Regions from separate parts of the Zea mays genome. Here all the other regions are linked to region 4. The links are chromatin contacts, called in public Hi-C maps. All regions are on one chromosome and are shown on one strand. The core of a region is the stretch at or near the end of the contact, and the rest is flanking DNA. Distances in the headings are between cores, read along the strand shown. Region 1 holds the start of LOC100283611 (RING-H2 finger protein ATL80). Region 2 has its middle 46 kb from the start of LOC100283611. Region 3 has its middle 29 kb from the start of LOC100278708. Region 4 holds the start of LOC100192713 (Putative RING zinc finger domain superfamily protein).

The links. A called contact is a pair of places that touch in the nucleus more often than the background predicts.
Region 1: a Hi-C map of ear shows a contact between it and region 4, with 2.4 times the contacts expected there. The contact joins the promoter of LOC100283611 here to the promoter of LOC100192713 in region 4. A contact is called at or near these places in 2 of 25 Hi-C or Micro-C datasets (ear and leaf).
Region 2: a contact with region 4 is called in a Hi-C map of bundle sheath, with 3 times the contacts expected there. The contact joins the enhancer-like site here to the promoter of LOC100192713 in region 4. A contact is called at or near these places in 4 of 25 Hi-C or Micro-C datasets (bundle sheath, ear, leaf and 1 more).
Region 3: a Hi-C map of tassel shows a contact between it and region 4, with 4 times the contacts expected there. The contact joins the enhancer-like site here to the promoter of LOC100192713 in region 4. A contact is called at or near these places in 2 of 25 Hi-C or Micro-C datasets (ear and tassel).

Annotation. Positions count from the first base shown.
Region 1 is chr9:68,980,617-68,988,107 of Zm-B73-REFERENCE-NAM-5.0, reverse strand. LOC100283611 (RING-H2 finger protein ATL80) reads right to left here and starts at 5,804. Exons shown (of 1, transcript XM_020544476.3): 1 at 5,015-5,804. The coding sequence starts at 5,774. The coding sequence ends at 5,100.
Region 2 is chr9:69,025,213-69,032,272 of Zm-B73-REFERENCE-NAM-5.0, reverse strand. No RefSeq gene overlaps it. Among protein-coding and RNA genes, the nearest start is that of LOC100283611, 46 kb to the right of the region's middle. Within about 2 kb of position 5,057, at least 18 of the 20 cell types and tissues checked have an H3K27ac peak or open chromatin away from gene starts, as enhancers often do. A contact at or near this core is called in bundle sheath, ear, leaf and 1 more, where this site is marked.
Region 3 is chr9:69,405,182-69,412,368 of Zm-B73-REFERENCE-NAM-5.0, reverse strand. No RefSeq gene overlaps it. Among protein-coding and RNA genes, the nearest start is that of LOC100278708, 29 kb to the right of the region's middle. Within about 2 kb of position 5,583, at least 15 of the 20 cell types and tissues checked have an H3K27ac peak or open chromatin away from gene starts, as enhancers often do. A contact at or near this core is called in ear and tassel, where this site is marked.
Region 4 is chr9:69,227,219-69,234,592 of Zm-B73-REFERENCE-NAM-5.0, reverse strand. It overlaps LOC100192713 (Putative RING zinc finger domain superfamily protein), which reads right to left and starts at 5,052. Exons shown (of 1, transcript NM_001137915.2): 1 at 3,984-5,052. The coding sequence starts at 4,931. The coding sequence ends at 4,185.

The DNA of each region.
Region 1 (7,491 bases), core at 4,555-7,054, 250 kb after region 4:
TCTTACTTCTTAGTGGTCATATATCATTCTGCATCTAAGAAGGTGATGACAACCAAGACATTAATCATGGGTATATGATGGACTCCTTCCATTTGACGATGTAACTATAGAACTTAAGCGTGTCCTAAAAGAATGCTAAGTATAGATTGAGCACTATGGTGGATAAAAAAGTGAGTCACGCCACTGTTGTCCCAATAAGAAATTCTTTCGGATCTTTTGGTCTAAATTTTAATTAGATTTTATCGGATGTTTGAATGTTGATTAAGAAAATTAAATGTAACCTAATTAATAAGTCAAGACTAATTTCTGAGACAAATCTATTAAACCTAATTAATTCATGATACTACACACGTTGTAATTATAGATAAATTTGCCATAGTAAATTAGTCTCCCAAATTGGCCATGATTTATATAATTAGTTTTATAATTACATAATATTTAGATCTTTTAATTATCATCTAAATATTTGATTGATATGTATTAAATTTTAGTACAACGATCATACGACCTCAAGAGGCAAGCTTATAGATGGCCAAACGGGCCAGCCCGACCAGTCAGGCTAGTTTGGCAAATTGTGCCGTGATAGACGGGCCCATGTGCCGTGGTAACGGCCCAGGAACGTCCCATCAGCTTGTTAACCATGCTGGGCTAGCCTGCTAGCATGTTGGACTGTTGCATCTAAATAATGAATATCTGCTAAAAATCGACAAAAAAGGCACAACAAGGGCATTCAAACCCTATGGCTTTGAGAAAAAGGCTTAACCACGACCTACTAATCAGGAGGACTCAACTACGCTTGTGGTATGTGTAGAATTGATAGCATATATGTGTGTTTGCTAGTAATCTGAAAAAATGTAACCGTGTTGTGCCCATAGCGGATCGAGATGATGACCAAGAAACGACATCATAGCCGTGCCATGTGAGACACTAGCACTATTCTAACCAGACTAGGTCGTACCTGGACTGTGCTTTTTCGTGTCATGCCTGAACCAGCCCATCACGTTAGTGCCAAGGCCCGTCTATAGGTGAGCTACGATGTATGCTACGTGTCATCTAAATAAAGCTGAACAAACAAAGAATTAAGTAGATGTAATTATGTGATTTCATATAACTATCAATCTAGAGAACATAAAAATACAATATTGTTTTGGTTCCCTGACAACATATTGTGTCAGATAGGCTTCCAGAAATTCGAAACACATATGTAGGTCCTCAATTCTAGTAGCGAAGGCATAGCCCAGCAAGCCAGGGCACGTGCCCGGGCTTCGGCCTGTTGCATGCAGTCCACTAAATGTCTAAATTAGTTAATTAGGCCCAATAATGCAGTGAAGGCTAGGTCATCCATCATTCCATATTTCCATCCGTCCATCCGCACAGCGCTGCCACCCTCCAGCATCCAGGCTCCAGCCTCCAGCTGCAGTGCTGCACACCACGTTAGCCGTCAGCGCCCTCCACCAGCTGCCAGCACCCAGGCACAGCGCCAGGCGGCCAGCAGCCAGTGCCCAGGCGACCAGCAACCAGCAGCCAGTGCCCAACGCCCAGGCACAGGCAGAGCTCCACGTGCAGCGCGCCCATGCCGGACGCCACCACTGCCCGCTTGTGGCCTGCTCGTCCGCCTCTATCACCGTCAGGCATCAGCTCTACACCTCCACCAACTTCTTAATTGATTTTTATAGTATCTAATTATTGATTGTTGATTACTCGATTGAACATTTGATTTAATTTAAGTATTGACATGCTATGAATTTTGGATTGCGAGGATGAGGAGGTATTTGATAGCACAAGGCAGTCACCCACCACCACCTCCTCCACTTCAACCTTCTGCTCCACCTCAAGATAGTAATCATGGATATGGATTTAATCTGGAAGATATTGTAAGTGACCCAGCACTTAGAAAACAAATTTATGAGTTTCGTCCTGAAATTCGAGATCAAGTTAGAAGAGCTTACATTCAAAAAGGACCAACTCAACCTATTCTGAAGTTTCCTTTGAAGCAATTTGGAAATAATGCAAAGAAAAGAGCATTTTCTAAATCTTGGTATATAAATTATAATTGGCTAGAATACAACGAGTCCAAAGATTTAGCATTTTGTTTCTATTGCTTTGTTTTTAAAGAGCCGAGAAGGGCAAAAATATTTGGATATGATGTGTTTAATAAAACGGGATTTAATGATTGGAAGCATGCATACAAAGCATTACCTGAGCATGTTGGTGGAGTGAGTAGTGCTCATAATAAGTGTGTTAAGCATTTTGATGATTTTCAAAATCAAAGACAAAGCATCTCAACTCAGCTTAGTCGTGCTATTGAAGAAGCAGAGGAATTGTATCGAATCTGCTTGACTTCATCTCTAGAATGTTCAAAGTTTCTAATTGCACAAGGCATGGCTTTTCGTGGACATGATGAGTCTTCAACATCTTTGAGGGAGAGTGGTTGGGATGAAGTGTTTGATGAGGCTAAGATATACTGTGAGCAAAAGAATATTTCGGTGCCAAATATGATGGATGAAATACCAGTCAGCAGAGGTCGTGCAAAGCGCCAAAATGAAACTACAACTTTCCTTCATCATTATCGTGTTGGGATTTTCTTTGTTGTTCTTGATACAATATGTGTTGAGATGAATAATCGATTTGGAGAATCCACTATTGAGATATTGACATGTTTCTCATGTCTTGATCCAAAGAATAACTTCTCTAGGTTTGATATAGATAGCCTTGTTCGAGGTGCTCAGATTTATGATGCTGATTTCTCTACTAGTGACTTTGCACAAATTAGACAACAACTTCATACTTATATTCTTCAAGTAAGAAGGCATGCAACATTTTCTACTTGCACTGATATTGCTAGTTTGGCTTCTAAGATGGTTGAGACAGAGAAACATAAGTTCTTTCCATTGGTTTATAGACTTATTGAATTGGCATTAATATTACCGGTGTCCACAGCATCTGTTGAAAGGGCATTTTCGGCGATGAAAATTATCAAGATTAATTTACGAAACAAGATGGCTGATGAGTGGTTCAATCATTTGATGGTGTGCTACATCGAGCGGAAAATATTTAAAGAACTTGATGACTCTACCATATTGCGACAGTTTCAAGGCATGAAGACTAGAAAGATGAATTTGCCTCGTTCTCTACCATCTTGAGGTATTTACCGTGCTACGTTTAAATTTTTTAGCACTAAGTTATTGTTTGCTTGAATGTTTATATTTTATATCTATTCTCTTGAAATTTACTAGTCTATGTTGAATATATACTTTAGAAACAATTTAGAAATTTATAATGATGCCCAGGCTCCGGTTACGAGCAGGCTCCGCCACTGCTCAATTCCATACTCATCTCATATCTTGAAAAGTAAATTAAATTCAAGTTAAACTAAATATGTACAAAAATATAATAAATTTATAATATGAAGTAAACAACATTAGCTTAATTACATTATATATTTTTTATAGTAAACTCACTTAGAGATATATTTTTTTATAAATTTAGCAAAAATTTAAATTTGATTGAATTCTCCAGACGCGAGACATATATTTACTTTTTTTATTACGTGATAGAAGAAACATGTTTAAGCTTTCTGAGAAGCCTTTAGTTTGTGAACACAATTGAATCGTTAAGAAATGCAAATGTCGAGCAGCAGGGCTAGAAATATATAGTTCCATTGTACCACATAGTCGTTTCACCTCCTCATGGTACAAATAAATTTGCTGTCTTATAATAAGCTTATTTAAAATTTATACCAAAATAAAATAGACCTCTATATGTGAAACCAATAAATTTTAGATATCTCTTTTTATTTTCTCTATTGTCCAAATGTAAATATTACATTTTTATTGTATATATATAATCTCTCGTTAATATATACTTTAAATAACCTAAAAATACATTTTGAGACGGAAGAAATATATTTAATTGCAATCAATCATATGCCGTCACATCATCTTTGATTTGCCCCCAAAGAAATTCAAGGATTGAAGAATGTAGGACAACTTCACAGGCCAGGGCGTCAGGCCAAGCTAGCTTTGAGAGATCTTCAGCAACAAACCTTTATAACGAAAAAGTGGCGCTGAAGTGAAGGCTTATCTGGTTCTCTATCTAACTTGCGACAATTTGCCTAACTTTCCTGTCTAAGATTAGTTATTCAATTCAAACGACTAATCTTATATAAAGTGTGGTGTAGTTAGCAGGGCCGGCCCTGAGCCTATGCGAGAGAGGCGACGGCCGGGGGCCTAAAATTTTTAGGGGCCCAATATTTAGTATCTATAACACTATATAATACATCAGTTTTTACACTTTACAAAACCCATCTAACCAAATAACTCACACACCTATAATATTTACGAAATCCATCAAACAAATTACAACCATATTTAACATAACATCAAAATTAACGGTTTAGATCATTGAATAACATCATCTATTTTGCTCACTCAAATCTAACAAACAATATTATTTGATCATCCTTTAGCCCTCCCCTCCCCGCGTCCCCACCGCCATCAATCCCTCCCCTCGCGCCACCACCGTCATCGTCCACCCCTCTCCTCCTCTTCACAGGAATGTAGCGTTAGCACGGGTTATATGCTAGTAGTAAAATAATATAGGTAGCCAATAGGGCGGGAAGGCTGGGCACACTGACGCCCGGTGCACATGGACAATGTGGCACGCGTTGCCCACTGCCTAGTCGTCACGCTCACGTCCCCGAGCATCTATGAGACCACATCCTCCACGTGATCGTCGTTCGTCATCTCGCCGATCCAACCCTCCAGGATTCCACGGAGCTGGGCACCACTGCGTTAGCCTTCAGACACGCATGGTCGAGCAATCAGAATTTAGGTTATTCGGCGATCGTCGTTCCTATTTTTCAACCTGCGAAGTGCTTATTTGTACCGATGTATATTATCTAGCTTCTTAGATTGTTTTAAAAATTAATTTCAATACACATCATCATTTATTTACGAAGTATTAATATGCTCCGCTGCATAATATAGAATTTTTTATAGTATAGAGGGCCTACCACGATCAATTTGCCGGGGGCCCTCAAAATCATACGACCGGGACTGGTAGTTAGCTACGAGAACCAAAGAGGCCCTTAATGAGACTCAAACAGGCGGCAACGGCGCCGCTTCCGGCGTGGCCAGCGTGACGGCCACGGTCTGCTGAGCGGTTGCCTTCCGCCGCGGGAGCTCGCAGCGGCAGAGCGGGCAGGTTCGGTGCGAGCGCAGCCACACGTCGATGCATTCGACGTGGAACAGGTGCCGGCACGCGGGAAGTTGCCGCACAATCTCGCCGGCCCGCACGTCCTCGAGGCACACCGCGCACAGCACGCCGCTCCGGCGAGGTGGTTGCCGCTCGCCCTCGCTCGCCGCCACGGGCTGGGCCGGCTGAAACGGGAACGCTGGCATCGTAGCGACGTCCGCCACGTCAGACAGCCCGCACGCGCAAAGGCGTCGCGCCAGGCGCGCGGGAGCTGCCTCTGCGGGCGCTTGAGGCTGCGGCTCCAGCTCCACGGCCAGAGCCCGGGTCCCCGACGCGACAAGACAGCCGAGGAAGACGAGCATAAGCATGATCGCCGCCGGGCCGACAATGACGTAGACCATGGTGACGGCGAGGGCACTAGTGCTGGAGACCACGGAGAGGGCCCCGCAGAGGAGCAACAGCGACACGACCGATGCCAGTAGCATAGAGCAGAGGCGGATGTTGTCGTTGTCCGGCGCCGCACGGTCCGACGCCAGCATCCTCGAACGGTGCACGCTCGGCATGCTTGTTCGGTACATGTAGCGCCGCTGGCATAACTCAGTCTCTCCTTGGTTGCGAACTGGAACTGTACTGGAACGTACAGTATTATAGAATGTAGGTGGCAGTGACAGTATTGCTAGGTCATTTCCTGAGTCCTAACAAAGTCTGTAAAGGTAGAGGGAGAAGCTATTTCGAGCGCAAGGACACACTTTTCGCACGATCAACTCAGACAGAGCTAGCCGCACGCAACGTTTCTTTTCTCGGACGCGATGCACTGCACCTCCCTGGCATTGAAGGCATGTATATCGTTCAAAGCTCGTGACGAATCTTGTTTGTTATCGTGAGTATACCAAAACTACTTCACTTTGGATAGCTTCATAACCATCAGCGTAAATATTGATAATATAACACTCTTAGTTACAGACTCAGTACAACCAATATGTGCTTCCTCAGGTTAGGAAACTGGAGGCATAAATCATCAGTTATTAATACACGAAAGGGCACAAACCAATAGAACATCCTTTGCTCCCAGATCCAAGAAGAACAATGAAATTTGGCCCATATGACAACTCAGTACAACCAAAATATAGCATAATGATCCATGTTGCACCTGCTCGCAATAGAAACTCACTGGTTTCCTTCATCCTGTTTAGAGTGAGATATGTTGTTTGCAGCTTATAGAAGATTACAATACAGAGGAGAAACATATGGTGCAGACGTTTGTTGTTTCTCCCTTGAGAAGAATGCAACTTGGGGAAATGTTTTATGAGTTCCATTTATCAGATTAAAACACTGAATCATCTTTCTACATAGAGCAGCAACAAGCAGAACCAGCATGAGGAGGGGGTGGGCGTCGTAGCAGTGGTGCTTGCTCCGCTTGCACATGACAAACCTTTCATTAATCCTTCACCAGCAGAGGGCGACATGGCAGCAGTTATGGCTCCTTCTCTCGACCTTGAGAGCGAGACACAAGATCAGGCGATGCTTGAGAAAAGGATGAGTTCCTTAGAAAAATTTCAAGCCAGAACACAGGATTGCTACTGGTCCCATGCTGTGATAAGCGACTTCCACCTTCGGGCTTGTTCGTTTTGGTGATAAATCCACATGTATTGAGTGGGATTGAGCCGTTTTAAATCCATAATAAGTCAAAATACATTCCAATCCCACCCAATACACTCCAATACACATTACACATGTAACATTAATAACCGAACAAGGCCTTCATCATCTAAAGTTTCAGCACCAAGATGAAGCCGGCGTGTTGCAGGAGTTGAGGTGGAATTTAGTATGCAAGATTTGGGAAGCACGACCACCAAGAAAATAATGAAGTCCCTGCAGATTATTTCAGAGAATGAAGTCCATACTAATATCCTCCCTTTTCTATGTTGGGATGGGCAAAGATTGCAGTGGTCTAGCGGCCTTCATATGCACGGCCTTGACTCGTCTACAGGTGTCACATCTTGCCACATAGCGTGCAATTTCAATCTTCATTTTTGTCCACCAATAGTGTTGCTTTAAGTCTTGGTACATCTTAGTACTTCTGGGATGAATGGAATATCGACTAAGATGAGCTTCATCCAAAATTTGTTGGCGGACTTCAGCATCTTTAGGCACTACTATGCGATCATTGAACCATATTATTCCTTGGTCATCTTTTCTGAAGCAATCTACTTTGTCGGCTTCTATTTTCTCATGAATATTCTTCATACCCTTGTCGGTTCTTTAGGCATCAATAATTCTCTGGAGAAGAACTGA
Region 2 (7,060 bases), core at 3,808-6,307, 200 kb after region 4:
ACATCACCTGCGATGCAATGCATATGACAAATTGAATTTAAGTTCCATCAATTAATCATGTGAGGGTCCGAGCTGCTCATGATCGTGAGCACGGCTAGTATACCAGTTTTACACTCTGCAGAGGTGGCACATCTTTACCCACAAGTCATGTTACCCATCTGCCAAGGGATCGCGACTTCCCATACACCTCTACCGAGGAGGCGAGGCAGGGTAACACTACGAGGCTTTTACAAAGTTCCACTAGCTTCAGAAAACCCGCTACAGTTTATAGGAAGCTCCAATGCAGGAATCCCTTGCATGACCGCCATCGCAGCAAAATCATCCCGAGGGCCTCCCTACACTGACCACTCCCCTACTGCCCTTGCCCCTTTCGGGTAAGGTAGTCCTCCACTAGCTTTCCTAATTAATCAGCCAAGGGCGTCCCATTATACCCTTGTGGTAGCACTGTTTTCCCGGGTGGTCGCTCCATGTTCCAATTAACATAATGATCTTATTATGAACGATAAATAACAACGGATAACAAAAGTATAATCATGAGTAATGTATCTTCATACCCAAAACCACATAAAGCACTAACAAGTACTACCCAAAAAGTTCAGTGGTAACAAGGTATAAAGATAATCAAACTAGGGTAACCTATTGGGTCCCATCAAAATTAACCTATGCAGATCATTATGATTAATCAGAACATGGCTGGGTAAAAAGAAGTGATCAAGGGCACAACTTGCCTGTGACTTGAGATTCCAGGTACCAGGATGATCTTCAGATGACACGTGTCCTCACTGCTAAACATAGCAATACAGACAAACATGGTATAGGCTAAAATTAACATTACACCAATCATAAGAATAAACTGCGTAATAATAATCTACGCAATGTTACGAGATCGTAGAAACAAGAACCACTAAATTTGGAGTCGCGGTTACCAAGTTATGAATTTCGGAAATTATTTAATGCTTAGAATAGATTAATCCAAATGAATAATTTTAGTTCAAGTTTCATGGCTAAACAGTGTTACTAGTTGGTAGACAATATTAAAACAAAATTAATGTCACTGGAATGGATTAGTTTGGAGTTAAAATAAATTTAATATGAATTATACAAGTTTCTGAATTTATTTCTAAACTAAAAATCATTTTTTGAATTGTTTATCCCTTTTATTCTCTAATTGGACTGGGGACACTAAAACAGGAAACCACAGGGACTTTTGCGCAAGAAATCTGAGACCCAATCCAATGTCACGGGTGGACGGCGGGTTCAATCTATAAAACTACGGGGTCTCATTTGCGAAAGTGCCACGACGAAGGGTTACGGTGGATCCCCCGCCGCAGGATTAGAAATCAAGGGCCACGATCAACTTCGTCGATTCAATGAAACAGTGCTCATCCAGAACCGTCGATCGAGTGATCCACGACCGAGATTCTATGTGGACGAAGGGGTATACATAATCTAATCTAAACCGTTACTTCTCGGATCTGCGGTCAATATCCTACCGCCATCCCGATCTAATCCTAGACACCCCTAACCGATCCAACGGCCAGCAGGCCTTCTCCTACCCTGCTGGCTGAGCACGGCGGCGCCCGTAGCCCGCGCGGCGGCTCCCGCCGGCGAGGTACAGAATCCGCGCACAAGAGCACCAATCCCCTAATCTGAGACGATCTACGCGATAAGAAATTGATGGCGAGTACGCTGGGGGGTCTTACCGGTCGTCTCGGCGCGGAGAGCGTCTGACCACGGTGATGCAGGTTTCCACGGCGGAAACAGAGCGCCGGTGAGAGATTGTCGGTGGTTCAGCCAATTTCCCACAGAATTTGGTTCACGGCGAGATTCTCCAGTGTCAGGCGATGCTCCCCAACCCACCAGAGGGTGCCGACCGATGCTCAGGCGCGAAGTCAAGGGCGGCGCAGAGCTTTCTCTCTCTCTGCTCTCAACGACAGCGAACCAGATGGCCAACGCTAGGCCCACGGCTTTATAGGGCGAGAGCAGGGGGAGGTTCGCGGACTTCTCGAGCGAGATCCATGCGCGAACGTGGCCACTGCGGCCAATTTCTACGGCGAGGACGGTGGAGGTCGTTGGATCGTGCGGTATTTGCGCGGAGCTGGGTCACGGGGCGCGCGAGCTTGGGGAGAAGACGGCCTGCCAGTGGACCCCGCCCGTCGGTGTCCAGCAGTCAGCGGCGCGGCGCGGTGGAGAGATGGGCTTGCGCAGGACAATTACGGCGTGGGCGATTTCCGGTGGCATGACCTAACACGCGCGTACTGCGGAGAAGACAGACCTGGTCATCGGGTCCCACGGTGTCAGTGAGCCAACCACGCGGCCGACGCTGGCGTCCGGGGCCCATGTGTCGGCACCGGTCAGCTACCCAGGCCGCCACGGGAATATGGTGGCCCATTAGGGTAGAATTGGCCCAAGCGCGGCTGGGTGGTTTCTTTTTCTTTTTATCTTTTTTCAGATTTCATTTCTAGTTTTATTTTCCATTCCAAATTCGAATTTGTAATCCAAACTTAGAGTTAAGGTTTTCATGCACAAACAAAATATCCAGCATGATGCAACGTTTGTTTTTATTTTTATTATATATATATATTCCTTGCTTTATTTATTTTAAGCAACTTCTTCCAAGTGTATATTTTATACTCACCAAATATATGTTTTAATAAAATAATTTCTTTTGTACCAATTTATTAATAGTTATTTCAGATAACATTTCTAACATTTTATCTAAAAAGAATAACTTAATTTATATAAGATCATTAAATCTTTTAGTATTTAGTTGTATCTATTTAAGAAGATACGACTTAAAAGGTGATATAAAGAATATCATGTTTCAAATCCTCGTATCATTCTTATTAGAAATCCAAAATAATATTTTTGGGTGCTACAAGTTCTACTTTTCAAACTTAAGCTTGTCTCAAAATTTTGAGCACAAAGGTAAAAATGCAAGAACTCCATCATGAGATACATAATTCTATATTTCTTTATTTTGTTATTTGGCTAGTTTAATTCTATTCAATTGAACATTCAAAAGCATGAGAAACCCAATAATATCCAAAGGTTTCAAAAGTCCCTAAAACACTATCTTAAATATATTTATTTAATTATTTCATCATTATTATTATTATTTTCTCCTACCAATTTTGGGCTTTACAGAAACTCTGTCTCAGATGAGAGTAAAGCATGGAAATTAACCCTATCTACGCAACCACGGGCTGTCCAAAAAATATGGACAATTCGAAATAGATACAATTATAGATATGCAAAGATCCACATATTTACACTGTGTCTCTTTCGAACATGAGACACCTAACTGGGTTATGTGATCTACGATCATGATACAGAAATAGAGGTTATATCTAGGGTAGCGGTGGAGTCAGGCTAGTGGGGATGTGGTGCGTCGGTGTAGTGGCGCGTGGACGCCCCATTTGCTAAGGGGTCTAAAAGTTCCATTCATCTCTATCGAGGAGACGAGGCAAGGTAGCAGTACAAGGCCTTTCCAAAGTTCTACTAGTTCGAGAAGACCCGCTACAGATTCAGAAAGAAGGAAGAAGGAAGCATAGGAATCCCTCGTCCGGAAAGCTAAATAGATAGTCCGACCCAAGAACCTCCCTATACTCTGCAGCGATGCCTCCCCGCTTGCCCCTTTCAGGTAAGGTAATCTCTCCCTAACTTTCCTAATTACTTGGCCAAGGGCGTCCCATTCCACCCTTGTGGTAGCACTGTTATCTCAAGTTAAGCTCCATGTTCCAATTAACACCATAATCTTATCATGAACATTAAAGAATAGAATCACAATAATAAAGCATGATCATAAATCATATTTGTCTTAACACCCAAAACCACATAGAGCAATAGCAAATGCTACCCAAAAGTTCAGTGATAAATAGGGTATAAAGTAAAGCAAACTAGGGTGACCTATTGGGTCCCATCAAAATTAAGCCTGAACATGCCAAAGTGATCATAGAGAATATTATTGGGTAAAGAAAAGTGGTCAAGGGAACATCATTTTCTAATTGATTTCATTAAACTAGAAGCATGTTTGGGCTGCTGGTAACATTTTGAAAAAATCTAGGGTGCTTTGTGTAAGTTCCAGGACCTATATGCACTATTATTTGCTTCTGTGTGGACGACATGTTGTTTTCAAATAAAGCCAGGGACACATATGCAAGTTGTGCACGATGGACGGGGATAGCCGCACAAGAGCCGCCCGATCAAGATCGGATGGCCAGGATTAGATCTGCATCACTATGAACCGGTATGCGATTTCAACGCTTGGATCATGATTCCGCTGCCCACTTAGCGCCACGCCATCACCAGATCCGATCCATATGCCCAAAATCCAACGACTCAGATCCATCTCTGCAAAACGCTTCCCTTCATCTAATCTAAGTCGACTGTCACCTGATCAATGGTTGGGGACCCTCTTCCCCACCCGACCACAAGACTCAGCGGCGCCGCCCTTCCAAACCTAGAGGAGGACGACCGAAGTTCCCCGATACTTTCCCGAAGCTCCAATCCCGATATGAACGAGCTACACGTAGAGGAAGACGCGACAAACAACTTGAAAGGGTTTTCTCACCAGTGATAGCTGTGAAGTAGCCCGCTCGCAGGACGCAATGGAATCGACGATGGAGCTCCGACTCCGGCGTGAAATCGTCACGCGCTCCGATCACCACTTCGTCCGTCGATGCGACAACCGGTCTTCTCGAGCGTTGCCGAATCCCACTGACCCAATTGGTCGAGCCTAACAGTGGCGGTTCGCCCAGCACGACGCCTCTCTCTCAAGCCGCACGGGCTATGCGGCGGCGACAGCTCTCCCGACTCTCTCTCTTGTGGCGGTTTCGATGAGTCTTGCACGAAGGATAAGAAGGAGGGGCGTAGGTGCCCTGGGTCTTATCTCCCAGGTCGAGGGGACTGCCACCCAGCCCTTGCATGAGGGATAAGCAGGAGGGGGCACAGTGTTTGTAACGGCCATGCCCGCTATGCGCACAGAGGGGGGAAAGCACGACGCCTGAACTCTGGGGCCCACGTGGCAGAGAGCGTCGTGACACACGAGTGCTAGCAAGGTGCGTGAGGGGCTAAGCCAAAGGGCCCACCCGTCGGTGGAAGGTAAAAGAAAGCATAGAAGGCTGGTCCGTGCGGAGGGATAACGACTGACAGGATGTGCCTCCCTATCGGCACAATGATCCCGTGTGAGCCACCTGAGCCGCGTGCGGGATGCTCCTGTGGGCTGGGGAATTCGGCCCATGCGATCGAGGGAAGCTTTCCCCTTTTTTGTTTTCTATTCTTCCTTTATTATTTCTTTTCCCTTTTTATTTTAAATTCCAATGAAGTCTGATCACTAAATTAAGTGCAGAAATCAAAGCATATCAGCATGAGTGCATAGTTGTTTTAGTTATTTTTATTTGATAATTTCTTTTACATCAAACCCTTGTATATTGTTGAGATGCTAAAGAAAATAAACAAAACTCACTTAGACACTTGGTCTCAAGGATTATTGTATTTCTCCAACTTTTGGGTATTACACACGATAATTGACATGCGCGCGCACCCACACACATATATATATATATATATATATCAACGGCATGAAGGCCATCAATCACAAATATATTTTCAATCCAAAATGAATTTGATTAAATTGTATTTTTTGGATAAATTGAGAATCAGTGCTGTTTGCAGGACGGGTCTATATCGTTGGCTCGTTGTTGTCTTGTCTTGTTTTTTTTTCCAGTGCTGTACTTCTAGTTGTGGCCTTGTTCTCTCTACGGTAAGCATTGTGTATTGTGTGTTCGAGTTTTAAGCAGTTCCGCTTGCTATTTGTTTTATGTTTTCACTCTACTTTGGCCCTGTCGCTTCTGCTGGTTTATCGGACTGGATATCACTCGGCTGAAAGGTCACATCCTAAGGGCTAATTTGGGAATCTCAAATCCCCTTCGAGATTAGAGGGGATTAAGGTGAAAATAAACTAATTTTCTCTCTCATTACCTTCAATCCCAAAGGGAATTTGAGTTTCCAAACTAACCTTCAAAACCCAAAGGCCTACAGCTCTACTCCAGAGAGTACTGATTTTCTATAGTCATGCAGTAAATGTTGTTGGATTGGCTAGTTGTTGCAGCTAGAGCCAAGCAGCCTTTTTATTTCTCGCTCTTTTATGTTGCCGTCTCTTGAGATTAAAATAATCAAACCGAACCAACAGAATGAGCATATTCAGAGTTCTTTTTGAAATAGCCACAAAATATTTGCCGTAAATTTTATTATTGGGACAAAAAAACAAAAAAAAAATGCAACCCGGTCTTTTGAGCTGAATCTGAACATAGAACCCACAAAATTAGGGTGATGTGCTGCACATCACTGCAACTACGGCGTGCAGACCAACAACCGAAGCACTCACGACGGACTGAGTCAACTCAGCCAACTCAATCGACCACCACCAAAATTGCAACAACTCGAACAACTCACTCCAAGCGTTTTAGGGGGAAAGCGACAAACCCCAAATGTTTGGATTTTTCACATGTCATCGTTTTCAATCTAGGTTTGCCATCCTCCTCTACCACACAAAAGCAAGTAAAATAACCGGTCCAATTCTCACCAAGCTAGTCCACTCATCTGGTCAGGTAGTCCAACAGATCAACAGCAGCACAGATTGCCATCAACGGATGTCGTTTCAGCTCAGCTAAACGTATGGATCGTTTGCATCCATAGGAATTTCAATAGTTCAGATACAGAAAGAAACTTTAGAATCCGAGGATTCCATCCAAATGTGCCAGGGGATTTCAAGAAAGAACCCGGATAAAAAGAATAATGCCAACAATCTAGCTCGTTTGGGTGAGAATCTAGGATTATGAGATTTTTATTCTGAGGTGCCTTAGGATTCATTCTAGATAATTATTCTAACCCACAAACATCGTCAGCTTATTTTTATCTAGACGAGTGCGGGTTTTAGAATTCCATCCAAATAGATCCAAGAGCCCAAAAGCTTCAGTTTCCTAAGAAACACGGGTATTTGTTCTGGTTTTACAACTCACGAAAATGTAACTGGCAGCAACATTCATCAGACCCTCGT
Region 3 (7,187 bases), core at 4,334-6,833, 180 kb before region 4:
CCATCCTGATTATAGCTTCGGGAGTAATCTGATGAAGAAAGATTTCAAAAGTCTTTAATACTTCAACCAGAAATTTGCTCAGTGGAAACCGAAGTCCTTCCTTCATGAAGCTCCTGTAAACAACAACTTCATCCTCCTTGTCCCCCCTAGCCCTCAAAATAGACATATCACAAAAATATCTTCCCTTCATAGCATCAATCTGACTCTGTTTGATGGACGACTTTCCAAAGATAGTATGACTTGGCCGCTAGGGCCGATCTTCGGCATTTTCGTTCCCACTTTCCACATCAAAGTTCTCGCTATCATCAGAATCCGCAGACAACCCAGCTAATATTTCATTCGTAATCTTTTTCGTGTTTGTCTTTTCCATAGCCTCGTAAAACCCAGCTAGAGCAGGGTCCACAGCCTTCTTCTCCTTAGACATCTTCTTCTCTTCAGACATCTAACGAGCACTTGTGTAAATGACGAAGCTCACAAATAAATCGAAATCTGACAGCAAGAAATTTCAAGCTTGAAAAAATAGCACAAGCAATTGACATGGCGCAACAAATGTTGTCGCTGCGGGTTCCTATTTATATGCCTAGTGCATTGCAACTTGGCGGGCCCTACATGTCATTGACTTTCGCTGTTCTAGCAAAGGGAAGATATTTTATCAGACCTTCGGCTAAAGGCCTTCGTTCGCGTCACAGTCTGAATTTGTTAGATGCAAAAAACAAATTAATACTGCGAGGGGCTACTGTTGGGGGCCTTCCTCTTCCGAAGGTCCTCAAAAACTTAACTAACATGTTTTACAGTATAACATACTGCCTCAGAAAGCTTCGGCTTTGAGAGGAAGATGTGCATGGTATGAAAGGCGCGGTCTAGAGGAAGGATGAACCAGCTCCGAAGATGTGGTTAGAGAAGCTTTGGCTCAGCACAAGGACGGTGGTGGAGGATGAAACCGACCTAAAGGGGAAAAGACTTCTTAGTCCTCGACAGCTTGCCTTTTGGCTAACAGTATATGTGAGGGACATGAATGTAATTTTGTCTAGGCTGCGTCCTGTGTCTATAAATAGATGAACAGTAACACTTTACTGTTCATGCTGACTTGTAAACACTCTCGCGTCATTTCCGCTTTTCACCTTCTATCAAGCGGAAGGTACAAATGAAATATAAACGTTATTGATGCCTATTCATGCTTATAAAATAAGAATATGAATAGTCCAATGATTTGAAATGATTATTCATATTCTCTTTGTGTTTCATATGTCTCTGTTTACATTTTTGCTTACTGAAATGATGAAGGTATGTCCTTCATGACCTTCGTGTGAAGATCATTATATCCTAAGAGAGATAATGCTTCGAAGGACGAAGGTCTCTAATCGTTAACAATTGTGTTGCTTTGTTCTTGGTATGTAGCATCCGAGAACAAGGGCCAACAGTTTTACTATGTAGCCTTTACAAAGATTCTCTGAGGTTGTAGCCGCCCGTTAGGTTTCCTAAATGTACCGCACTCCTCCCCATTGGGCAATCCACCCTCAGCAGAGCGAGCCGCATACACCGAGCCCCATTGACGGCACGACGGCGAAGCGAACTACACCCTAGTTCCTCGAATTATTCAGCTAAGGGCGTCTCATACCACCCTCATGGTTGCACTATTTTTCTGGGTGGTCATCCAACAAACCACTGAGAGGCACTCGAAAACCCGCTCGAGTCCCCTTAAATGTTACAATATCATCATCATAATCAAAAGGGAAAACAACGTATCAGAAATAATCTCATCATGTTCATTGATTAGTGTGGAGGAATAGCATAGAGCTAAACCGAAATAACCCAACCCACATAGGTAAACAAGGGCATGATAAACAAAAGCTAGTCAATCCTTAGGTATAAATTGTGTAAATGCGGGGAGTGAATTATAAAATGAGTAGGACATAGATGGGTCAAGGGACACTTGCCTTCACCAACCAGCTGCTGCTCAGGGTCTTCACCTGCAACTCCTTCGGACTCCGCCAACTGACTGTTATCTATACGAGTTCAAACATACATTCCACAAATTTAATACAAAAAGAATAGTACACCACACAGTAGAATATAACAAATAAGCAGACGCTTGGCGCAGGGTTCGCACCTACGACTAAGCGAGAAAGAAAAAACAACGGTCGAGGCTATGGTCGAAAAGAGATTATGTTAAGCAACTACGGATTAAAGCACTTGTGAAAACATACCCATATTAATTTAACAATCGCGTTATGCATAAAATAAAGTTACGCTACGCGTTCAATTATTATAAACAATTCAAGGTAAATTTAAGAGGATTGTCGGCGGCGAAACGCACGACGGCACACGTGAACTAAACCGAAAATTGGGACAAGTTGTCGTGCGACGAAGCGCGCGACAGCACGCGCAAACTAAGCTAAAAAATAAAATAAGTGTCACGCGGAGAAGCGTGCGACGCAACACTTAGACAAAACCGAAATTAAACGAATCGTCGTGCAACGAAGCGCGCTACGAAATACCTGAATTAAATATGAAAATGACGTAAAGCGTCGCGCGACGAAGCGCTCGACGGCATACATCACTTAAACTAAATTTAAAACAAAACGTCGCGCGACTAAATGTGCGACGTCACACATTAAATAATCTAAAATTAAAATGAATCGTCGTGCGGCGAAGCGCGCGACGCAACACATTAATAATCTGGATTTTAACTAAATCGTCACGAGACATAGCACGTTAATTAAACTAAATTTAAAATTAATCAAACTGAAATTTAAATGTCGCGCGCTAGGTCTGCGTGCGCGGGAATGCGCTGCGCGCCGGGGACCAGACCGGCGCCGCGCCGGGGCGCGCGCAGGTGTAACACCCCTGCTGTTACTGAAAACTAAAACTTTGCATGACATCATATGCATTGGCATCTTTGTATTGAACACACTTAGAATGCATTCACTAGGACCAAGACAAATTCTAAATGAAATGTGGTAATGGATAGAGAGTGGAAAACCTAGTTTGAAAACTCAAGTTTTGGTCCCAAAGGTGAAATTTGTGATCTGGCAATATTTTGCCAAAAGTCAAAATATTAAAGTTATAGGGTTTTCCAAACCAAGCAATTTCCATGTGTAGAGATTTACAAGTTTCATAGGAAGAAGTGGAGAAAAACTTAAAACTAAGTTTTGACTTAGGGTTTGGAATTCTGGAATTCGTATTAGTTAGCTCTCTTTAGGCCTCTGTAACTTTCGATCTGTAGACAGTTTGAAAACGGTCGTTGTAGCAGAGTTGTAGAGCTGCACCAGGTGCTCAAACTTTATTAAGTCACATAACCCTAGGTCCATATGGAACTGGCAGAAAAAGGAGCCTAAGGATGCAATGTTCAGACTTCAGAGCAAATTTCAGCCCTGATGATTTTTGAGTCTGAAATAGATTTGGGGTACTCCTTAAGGGCTGATCCATATAGTTCTGGGCTATGAGTGTTGTACCAAAGTGGAAGCCTATACTTTTATGTACAAGTTTGATTAAGGGTAATGCCACTAAAACCAGTTGGACCTGACAGTAACAGTAGTCCAAAGATTCAATGTGCTAAATCTTATTTCAGCACACAGACATTGTGTGTTTGGCTCAACTTTGGAGCTCTCTAGTGCTTGATCCTTGGAGTATTAAACCATACCATTTAAAGAAAAGTTGAAGAACATATATTAGTGTGCAAGTTTGTTTAAGGGAGGCTGGCTTGGTGCTACACAAATATCACAGAAAAGGGTGCCTAAAGATGGGCTGTCAGGTTCTTGGAGTTTCCAGATAATGAATAGTGAACAGATTTGAGTTTCAGTATTTGGCTCTACTTTGGAGCTGTGTGGTGCCTTTTCTAGGCAATTTTGAGCTGAGATCCTTATAACAAAAATGGAGGTTATCTATAAATGAACAAATGTATTTAAGGGTGAGGGACTTGATCTTATACAAAACCTGGAGAAACATTGGTTCCAAGATCAGCTGTCAGGTTGGCTGTAATTGAATTATGTTCAGTCACTGAAAACTGAATTTGCAGTGCATGATGCCCGGTTTCGAGCATTTTTGTGACAATTTCATGAGGTTTTGGTCCAAAAGTTTTATAGCAAGATGGAAGATAATTTGAAGGTGAAACAGTTTCATGTTGAGAGTTGGGCTTGCTACTGAGTAAAATGTGAAGAAAAAGGTGTTGAAATTTTCTATGTCAGGTTGGGGGTGAGCTGTTTCAGTTAGCTGAAACTGGGTGTTTCAGTCTTTTTGCTCTACTTTGGTACACCATAACTCTTGTTCTGAGTATTTTGAACCATGGGTTGCTATAGCAAGTTAGTAGATCTATGGTTGGGGAATAACTCTTGTGAATTAAGATGGATCTGTTGCTATTGGTAATTGAGAGAAAAAGGGGTCCCAATTTGGTCCTGCATTCAAGTTCGACTAGTTCAGCTAGGATAAAAAAAATATCAGCAGACAGGATCCCAATCTACTACACCCTTCCAGGAAACTCTAGAAAAAAATGGATGAGAATAACTCTATCCTGAACAAAATGGCGTGAAGGCAACAGAGGCAGAATTGAGCATATCATAAATGGTGACTCAACTACTCATGTGTTTTGCTGTCAGCACAGGATTAAGCCTCCACTCTTTACCTCTCTGTATATTGGTCCTGTGTGGAGTGGGGAAGTGAAGCCACGTGCCTACACTCATGTAACTGATGGTACCTCGAGGTCCCTCCTCATCCTGATTTCTTTGAACCTAGCTAGTGCATACACTTTGTCCCATTTGCTTAAGAGCCAGGCTCAGGAGCCTTCGCTGCCCCCCCCCCCCCCCCCCCCCCCCCCCCCCCCCCCCCCCTTAGTTCAGTTCAGTTCACCGTGGGTTGTAGTGGCTCACGTCTTCATGTCTGTGTTAGCGCTCCCCTAGCCGCACCGGGTGTTTGCCCAAGTCCTTCGCACAGCGATTCCCTGCGTTTGGTGATCACGCCGCCGACGTCTCACCCCATCAAGGTCAGGCTAACACGGTATAATTTTGTGCCCTGGGTTTAGTATTCCAATGCTTACGCTTGATGGTGAAGCCCACCGAATTGCCCGTTTGATCTCTAACATTCTGGTTGGTCCAGAACACCGGCTTGCCGTCGTGGATCGACGCCGTGAACCACCCCCAACGTTGACCGATCCGCTTACGACTTCTCCAAGCAAACTTTGATGAGCATCGTGTGCTCGGTGAGCCACTGATGCTCCCCATACTCTTCGTTTAAGTTCTACCATGTCCTAGGTTCTAGTCGTGGCTCGCCGGACTTTTGTGTTCACCGGTGTCACGGTGAACATAGCTCTTAAGGTCTCCGTAGCCGTTTCTACCCTGAGTGAGTTCGCCTTGGTCCGGGGCATGCGGGGGTGCCTCGATTTTCGCTGGGGACGGCCCCTTTGGCTAGTTGGATTTCGGCTCGCCGACACTCTAGCGCGGCGGTGTCGTGGACCCGCCGTGGTAAAAGAAACGAAGACCGAGGGGTTAAACGCGTGGGACTTTGACTCACTGCAATAGTAGAATAGGCTCGGTGAAATTAATTTGGGCAGTAGGGACTTGGCCGCAAAAAGGATAGGCGCGGGCGAGAATGGCTGATGTGGGGCCGTGCTCTGGCAAACCCGTGGGCCGAGCGTATGGTTTCGGGCCAGTACCATTGGTGGTTTTCCTTTTTCTTTTGAGTAGCAGGTTGCAAAATTCATTATAAATTATAGGAAACTGCAAAAAATTACTAAACTAATTTTGTAGAGCCCACGAAATTATGTAGTTTATATTAAAATTATTCTTAGGGTTTTTGCCATAATAAGTAAATTCTTAGTTATTTTAAAGTACGCTTGAGAAGCTTGAAAGAATTTTAGAAATAAAACCATAGGTCCAAAAATCATAGAAAATTTTGAGAAATTTATATACCTTTAGAATAACTCCTGGTCAAAGTTTGAGCATGTTTGGAATTTATTTAATTAGAAAACCAGAAACTAACTATGTATGAGTATTTAAAACACACTAATCTTTAATACTAATTTAGGGTTGGATCAAACTTGAGTCACACATAATGTCAAACACCAATATTGGCAAGCTTTGGAGTATATGTTCTCTGATACTTTGAAGTAGATTTAGTTGGACCACTTTAAGCCATCATTAGATAACCTAAAACTATAAGTATAATAACTATATGTTTACTTAAGAATAATTGAGCATTCCACCTTTCCCTTGTGAGATTGTGCATATCATATCATTACATGAGCATGTATTTCTAGTTGACTTGTAGAGCACCTAGAAGAAGAATTTGAAGTGGAAGTGGAAGAGGAGCCTGTTCCTCCACCTGAAACTTCTCCAACTGAGGTTATCGCCGAAGGTCCTCCAGAAGGTGCCCCATTTGGATTTGCTGCTAACTGCAATATCCTTATAGAAGAGCCCGACTCTCCTCCTCACAAAGGCAAGCCCCGGTGCATTTACCACCTACTTGCTGTTTTAAAACTTTTATCACTTATATGCTGCATTAGGTGGTAGGAATTTAATGATTAACCCTTTGCTGCATAACTTCCTTGAATTATTGATTATCATCCTTGATACCTGATTTGAAAAGCTAGACGTGGTTAGTATGCTTATAGACTAGGAACAAAAATGTTTTGATCTATGAATCTTGTTTTTACAAAGAAAAATGAACTAGAATGATGAAGGTATCAAAGGCCTTGATGACTTCATCATTTTAGAAGGGTACCTCTAACAGGTACCAGGTTTTCATAAATAATTTAATGTGAGACCAGACATTGAGCAGGAAAGGTCGTACTGTCTATGTCGATTAAGGACCATTCCGATTGTTGGCCTGTTGATCTAGGACCCTTTAACTGGCCACATGCCTCATCATTGGTAAGCTTAGCCTCGGTTGGACCAATACTAGAAAGGTTGGCCCGCAATGGGAGTGGAGAGATGGCGAGAGTATCGTGTATCCACCTGGCAAGAGGCTGGATGGTGGGGTACTGAGCTATCGGTTGGCGGGGACCTATTCTGGTCTTGAGAAACCCATGGCCGAGTTGACATATGCAAGGGTTAAGTGCTACATATGTCGTGTGGTTGGAGATCCCCAGCTGGGTATTAATCGATTCGCATCGCCAAACTTCTCGGATATGAAGACTAGATCTTCGACCCTCAGCGTAGTTAACAAGTGAAACAAAAGATGCTAAAATGAAGCTA
Region 4 (7,374 bases), core at 3,803-6,302:
ATTTTTATCACTAAGCTACATAGTAAAATAGGGTTACTAACAGGTAAACAATATTAATGCGAGTCCAATGCAACTGGAATGATTCAATTTGGAGGTAAAACACAAAAGTTATGGATTTTTTAAACTCCTTTACATTTATTTCTATACCCAATATCATTTTCTCTATTTATTTCCACAATTATATGACTTCTGGACTACGGGTACCAATTCAGATAGTACAAGGGTTATTTCATAAATTCTCAGGACATAAATTAAATCCTTCCCTACATGCAAGGGACGGCGGGTTGATGGTAGTTTAACAAAACTTTGTCGATTAGGGGTATTAGGTTTGAGGTTTAGATCCTAATGAACACTTGAGAGTTTAGTTGGACGGCTTGTTTTACAAATAGGAAAATCCTATTTTTCTTTTGCCTTTCATTTGTTTTTTACATGTTTAAGGAATTTTCTAATCCTTTTTGGGGTATCACCCTTACTAACTTTTGTTAGTTATTTAGTGAACTACAACTTGGTTAATGGTCCACTTTGTGATTAAGGACTTAGATAGATTTTCTTGATCACTTATGCATAGTGCTTCTTATTAGCCTTTCAAGGGTGACTTAGGGTTTAGTCACTTCCCTTGTTTTGATTAGTATGAGATGGCTAAGGTAGGTCTTTTAAGATGAATGCGTACCTACTTATGGCCTTAATCCTTGAATGTGGTGACCTTTACCCATAATAACCCACATGTGATAATAGGTTTAAGATAAACTCTATATTTAACAGCTGAGGTGTTACAGAGAACCTCTTTGGTCGATCCCAGTTCAATCGAATTTATTCTCGGATCAACCGAGTTTGTCCCTGTTGACTCATATGCTTAGAAGGGGATTCAATCGAGAAGCTCTCTGGACGATCCTAGCTCAACCGATATTATTCCCGGTTCAACCGGGTTTGACCCTACTGACTCAGGTACTCAACAAGGCACTCAACCGAGTTCTTCTCAAGTAGATCTTAGTTCAACCGAATTTAAACCTGGTTCAACCGAGATTTGAGCAGAAAGTCTAAATGGTCGGCAACTTTTTGGGGTCCTTTATATAACATTTGGACTCTCTCTCCTCATTCACTTCTACACTCTCTCACGAATTTACTGGTGACCTACTCTCAAACAAGTGCATTCACTCCCTCTCTCACACCCCAAATCTCATCCTCTTCAATCGATTGGAGAATCCTTGGTGTGAGGTGAAGTTGGTGAACTCGTTAACAATTTCCTCACTCTCTCCCCTCTCAGACTTTTGAGCTTGTTGCAAACTTAAATCTTGTGTGGATTTGTTGCTCTTGGAACCTTCGTGTTCCTTGACGGTGTGAAGTTGCTTAGGAGTCTCCAAATTTGTGGACAACCCCAAGAAGATGTGTTGCTCTTGGAATCTACATAGCCATCATCTATAGCCCATTTTTTACATGTCTTACTAATTCATTTCCTTGTTGTAATAGTGAGTTTGATTTGCAAAATTGGATGACTGACCGTGAACGAACACCGAAGCAATCGAATTAGATGTGTCGGGACAAAATTTGGAAGGCCTAATTTTCTATGTTGGTTCGAGAGTAGGTAAATATCTTCACCTTGTTCACAAGTATCTTTACATCTATGGTTTGAACATCTTACTCATCCATATCAGTGTGATATGTTGGTTCTGTAATCCGTGAGGAAGTAACAAGAGCAATGAAATAGAGATCTCTCTCTAAAATTGTTAGCAAACAACTAAACAAAGGACATTTTCTAATATCCGAAAACTGTTAAATCCATAAATATATGGCATATTTATACTAGGAACAACCCTCCTTCCTAAGGTGTGAAAGGACCCCTTAGTTGATGGATTTAGATGACCAAAAGAGTCATCACAAAATGAGTTTATGTGAAGCCTGCAGTACTTGAAGAGTCACCATGAAATTAGTTTCTATGAAGCCTCACGCAGCCCATTTAACTTCTAACACTTTGTAGTGAAATAGTCATTACTCTTGATTAGGAAGTCCAAATGTCATGTTGTTTGTTGTGTTAGAAAGTCAACTTGAATATGATTCCACGAAGCACTTATGGGCTCTAATAATCCACTTAGTTTAGGATATATGATTAATTATTTATGGAAGTTTGTGCTAAGCTCGGTGATCACGTAGTTCATTTAGCTATTGATAGTTTTTGTTAAAGCAGACATTACTCTTGATTGGGAAGTACAATTGATGGGTCGTTTGTTACGTTGGAAAATATACTTGAGTATTTCCACATAGCACTTAGGGGCCTTGAGATTCCACTTCATTTAAGAGATCTAATTAATCCTTTATGGAAGTCTGCGTTGAGCCCAGGGTGGTCGTGTAGTCCATTCAACTTTTGACACTTTGTTGTAATACAATCATTACTCTTGATTGGGAAGTCCAATTGATGTGTTGTTTATTGCGTTGGAAAGTAGACTTGGAATATCTTTCCACGAAGCACTTAGGCTATTTTCAATAGAAGTTTCATGGGAGTTTCATGCACATTTAATGGTGTGCGACGTCAGCATTTTGGATGACATGGCATAACATTTAAGAGAAATGAGTTTCATAGGATGAAATTAGTTTCATGGGATGAAACCATATCAACCCTTTTCCAAGGTCTTGGAAACTGTGTGAAACCTCCATTGAGAATGGTTTGTTTCATCTTGACATATTTTACTAACCTCTATTGGTCATTTAGTTGCAATATTTAATTAGTATGTTAATCTATGAAATAGTGAAATGAAATTTTGCATTGAGAAACATTGTTTATTTTTAGTTTCATGACACTCTTGATGATGTGGCATTGTTGGAAAGAGTGCTATGAAATCCCTATTGTGAATAGCCTTAGAGCATCTCTAATAGTTATGTAAATTTAGTACCCTAAATTATAGATTTAATAAGTTGCTAAAACATTTTAAGAACTAAAAATGTATGTGCTCCAACAGTTCCCTATTTATTGGTTGCTAATTTTTAAAGTTGTCTACGTTAACAAAAAAATAAGCGAGCATGCTTTCTATTTTTAATTGAGCTTGCGGTAAAAATCAATATCACAACTTTCCCTGATGTCTTGAGAGGTCGAAGTTATCAATGGAAGATCAGACGATCGTGGCGATGGCGTGAAGACATCTAAGATGTGCTCTGCGACGCCTCGGCATAAGAGGTTCTCTAGTCGTGGCGGCATCAAGACATCTGGACGCTAGAGATGGATTTTGTGGTCAACAGGAGAGTAGGATAGCGCAAAACAGTGGCAAAAGTATGGTTTTCATGATTTAGTATCAACATAGATTTAGGGAGTCCTAACAAGGTTGGTAAATGTAGGGATAACATTAGGTTTTATAGGGACTTTGTAAATTTATGGACTGATTTATATAACTATTGGAGAAGAGTTTTTTTTAACTTGTTAAATTCATATTTAGAGACTTGTTTACATAACTTTTGGAGATGCTTTTAGAGGCTCTAAGATTCCACTCAGTTTAGGTGATGTGGTTAATTCTTTATGGAAGTCTGCACTGAGTCGAGGGTGGTCTTACAATCTATTTACCTTCTCACATTTTGTAGGAAAATAGTCATTACTGTTGATTAGGGGTCCAAATGACACGTTATTTGTTGCATTAGAAGTAGACTTAAATATGTCTCCACGAAGTACTTAGGGGTCCTAAGGTTCCACTGAGTTTACGAGATATAATTAATTCTTTATTCTATCTGTTTTGAATTAATCAATTGTAACTTATAAATATAAAAAACACGATTTGGAGAATCTGCTGTGGACTGGTCTATTTTCAGAATCTATATTATTTTAGAGAATCAGTATAGAGATATTTCTATATGTTTTATGTAGTTCCTAGCTACACAAACCGGCATCAAAGTGGAGTGTAGTAATTGGCAGTGGCATGTTAACATTTTGTGATCCACCGACGGCTTGTACTCCTCAAGAAAACCATACAGTTTTCCTCCCCTTCTCGAACAAAATGTTCAATGATTGTCATGAAGCAAGAGAGACATGGCTTTGCTTTTCTCAGAGTGCACAAACGGGACCGTATGTACAAATCACTACTGACATGTTGAATTGAGCTTGACAACGTTTTGGATTACTATACAGGTTTTCACCAAATTTCCCAACAAATGTCCACAAATTCGTTAGATAAGATAAGATGGATGAATCACTGAGGGGAAGCTAGCTAGACGGGGCTAATATCGTCATCTAGCGGATCGCCGCCCCCGCTGTGGAGCGGCGGCGGCACGGCGGTGGCCCGGCACACAGGGCACGTTGGGTGCGCCTTGAGCCACTTGCCGATGCACTTGTCGTGGAAGCTGTGGCCGCACCGCGGCAGCGCCCGAAGCGCCTGGTCCTCCCGCATGCCGGCGAGGCAGACGCAGCACTTGTCCTCTGCGCCGGAGCTGCCCCCGCTGCCTTCATCCTCGTCGTCGCTGAGACGCAGGAGCGACTTGGCGGCCGAGACCGTTGACCCGGTGTCCGGCGAGAGCCAGACGACCATGACGATGATGTTGGCGAGGCAGAGCGCGTAGGCCACGACGTCGGCCTGGCTCCGCTCGAAGACGACGATGACCAGCGGCACGAAGACCATGAACACGACGGCGAAGCAACGGTTGGCCAGCGTCGACGGCCGCGCGCCGTCCGGCGACCCCAGCAGCGGTGTCAGGACGGGCGGGGCGTCCGCGTCCTCCTCCTGCTGCGGCGGCGGCCGCGCCGACGGCGACGGGTCGTCGCGGGCCCCAGCGGCGGCGGCGGCGCGGCCGGCGATGGCGTAGCGGTACCAGCGCGCGAAGCAGTAGAAGAGGAAGACCTGGATCGAGAAGCCGCCGGCGAAGGCGGCGGCGACGTCGCCATAGTAGTCGTAGGCGAGGCGGGTGGCAAGGAGCAGCGTCAGGAAGGTGAAGGGCAGATCCAGCCACGGGAGGTCCATCGCCGCTGCGCCGCCGGCGAGGCCGCGCTCACCACCCGCGACCGCGAGCACCAGCGGGCTCAGCTAGCGAGGGGGATCCATGGAAGGAAAAACAGGACAGCTGGGAGAGATTCCGTGGAATGTCTAATCACCGCACCAAAATCTCGCCTTTTTCTGCGGGCAGGCAGGTCAAAGAAAGTTAATTAATAAGTGATTCAAGAAAACGATTAATACTGATGTGAATGCTGAGTGGTTTGCTTCGACATAAGCAAAAGTGACTGGCGCACGTATGAGACCGGATCACGAACTCTACGTCCGAAAAGAAAAGTTCGTGTTTCTTTCATCCGTACCAGATTTTACTGTTTTTATTGTATATTTGTTTTTATAAATTATAGATGCAGCAGTCTAAACAACCAACATTAATCTAAAGCAAACTGCATGGATGGTCGGGAGCTCTCTTTCTTTTAATCGAAAGATATTTACATACCTTCAGGGCCGATTTGGGCCGCGGACCACCTGTACCGTGGCCTGGGACTCAATTTTAAAGTCTTCTTCTATATATATGTTTTTCTTCAGCTAAAAAATCTAACCCAAAATTATAGATCAAAAGAACTTCTGCTTGCAGCGATTGAGCCTGGTACTGACAGACTCCATTAGTCGCTCGAGTAACGAGAACACATGCTATTCCAATTATTTCGCAAACCTGCGTGGCTGTGCTTTCTATGTTACCAACGGCGCGGCCACCTCTTTCCAGTCTTCTATTGCTCTCCACGGGACCCTGTAGCAGTGTCGTCTGCCTCCGCCAGTTCGGCCTCCGCCAGTCCCCCTCCGCCAGTCCGCCTCCAGCCTCCCTGCGACCCCGGTAGCAGTGTCGCGCGCGTGCCTTGCCCAGGTGTAGCGCCTCTACCCAAATTCACCCTGTCATTACATCTTCTCCCAAGCTATACAACTTCCTCAACCTGATTCTCTTTCTTTTCTTATTCATAGGCGAGGGTGGAGCGCCTTCCTGGCTAATGGGCAGCGACCACCTGAGCAGCGAACACTTTGTGCTGAGTGCTGACTGGCTGCTGCCATGTGCCTGTGATTCTCCCCTATTATAAGGAATTGTTCCCGAATGTCAGATCCCATTTCCCTGCCTATCATAGTTCTACTAGATTGTTTTAAATTTGACTACCTCATTCTTAAAATATTTATCGTCCGCTAGTTCATTTTGTTAACTAAATTATGAAAAATGAAAAGACGGATTAGTACATTATTACATTTATAGAGTAGTCCGAGACATTAATTTTACGGAGCTCCGTCACTGCTTACCTAGCTTTACTAGAAAGCTTAACGAAAGTCTCAAAAGAGCTCTCTCGTATCTCAGTCCAGGGTAAAATAAAGCTAATTAGTTATCGAGGGTCTAAGACTGAACGGCCGGTCTAAATTCAGTTATCTAGGACTAGAGATTGAATTTCTAATTAAGTTCTATTTTGGTCTTGGCTTAGCTGGGTTTGGTCCTGTTTCTCGGTTCCAGGTAACAAGGACCAGTTGTAACCCACAACCACAAGGAGCAGTTTAGCAGACGATTCTGGGCGTCGCTGTCAGCAGGACTGTGGCCCATCGAGCAACGCGGCCAAGTGGGCTTAAACTGCGGTAGTAGCATGTCTCGCGGACGCTGATTCGCCCACCAGTCTCTTTCAGCAAGGTACGTGCAGCGGTGAACGGCGATGGAAACTGGAAATGGGAAGGAAGCGTCTCATTTTTTTTTCGCCGTCGGATGAACGGTGGCTCCACTCCCAACATGGATAAGCATGAGCGCTGGCCGATGGACAGGATTGGACGATGGAGACGATGTCCCTGCAGGAGCCGAAATCTAGCGACCCATCCAATTCAGGCCCATCGTCGGTCTTTGTCCACTAGCCCACACAAAGAGTTAGGACAAAAAAATCGAATGAGACCTACATCTACATAGGGTGTGTAAACGGTGTGAATATTGTCCGATTGTCCGAAGAGATCAATTATCTGGTCGGATAGTTTAGATATCCACACCATATTTAGATTTTGGATTTAGATACCAATAGTATAGTTCGAATATCCGATACAAACATGGGATAGTGGATATGCGTCGGATTTTGGATATACGAATATCTTCGTGGATATATATTTTTGGATAGTTATGTCATTTTGATGATTTCATGAAAAAAGAAATCAATAATACACAAATAGCCTTAGATGTTTATGAAATTTTACGGAGGCGCAACATATGTCCACATATAAGTCTCAAAAATATTTAGACCATGAAATCCACAGGATGTCATCGTTTCTTCCATTTCAAATTCACTTCTTGCATGAGCTACACATGAAATTAATCTAAGTATCCAACTTTTAACATAATCAATACTTCACTTTATAATTTTCATGTGGGGACTTAAGGTATTATAGAATGTTTATTAGTCTTGTAACTTATTTGCATTTTTTGTCG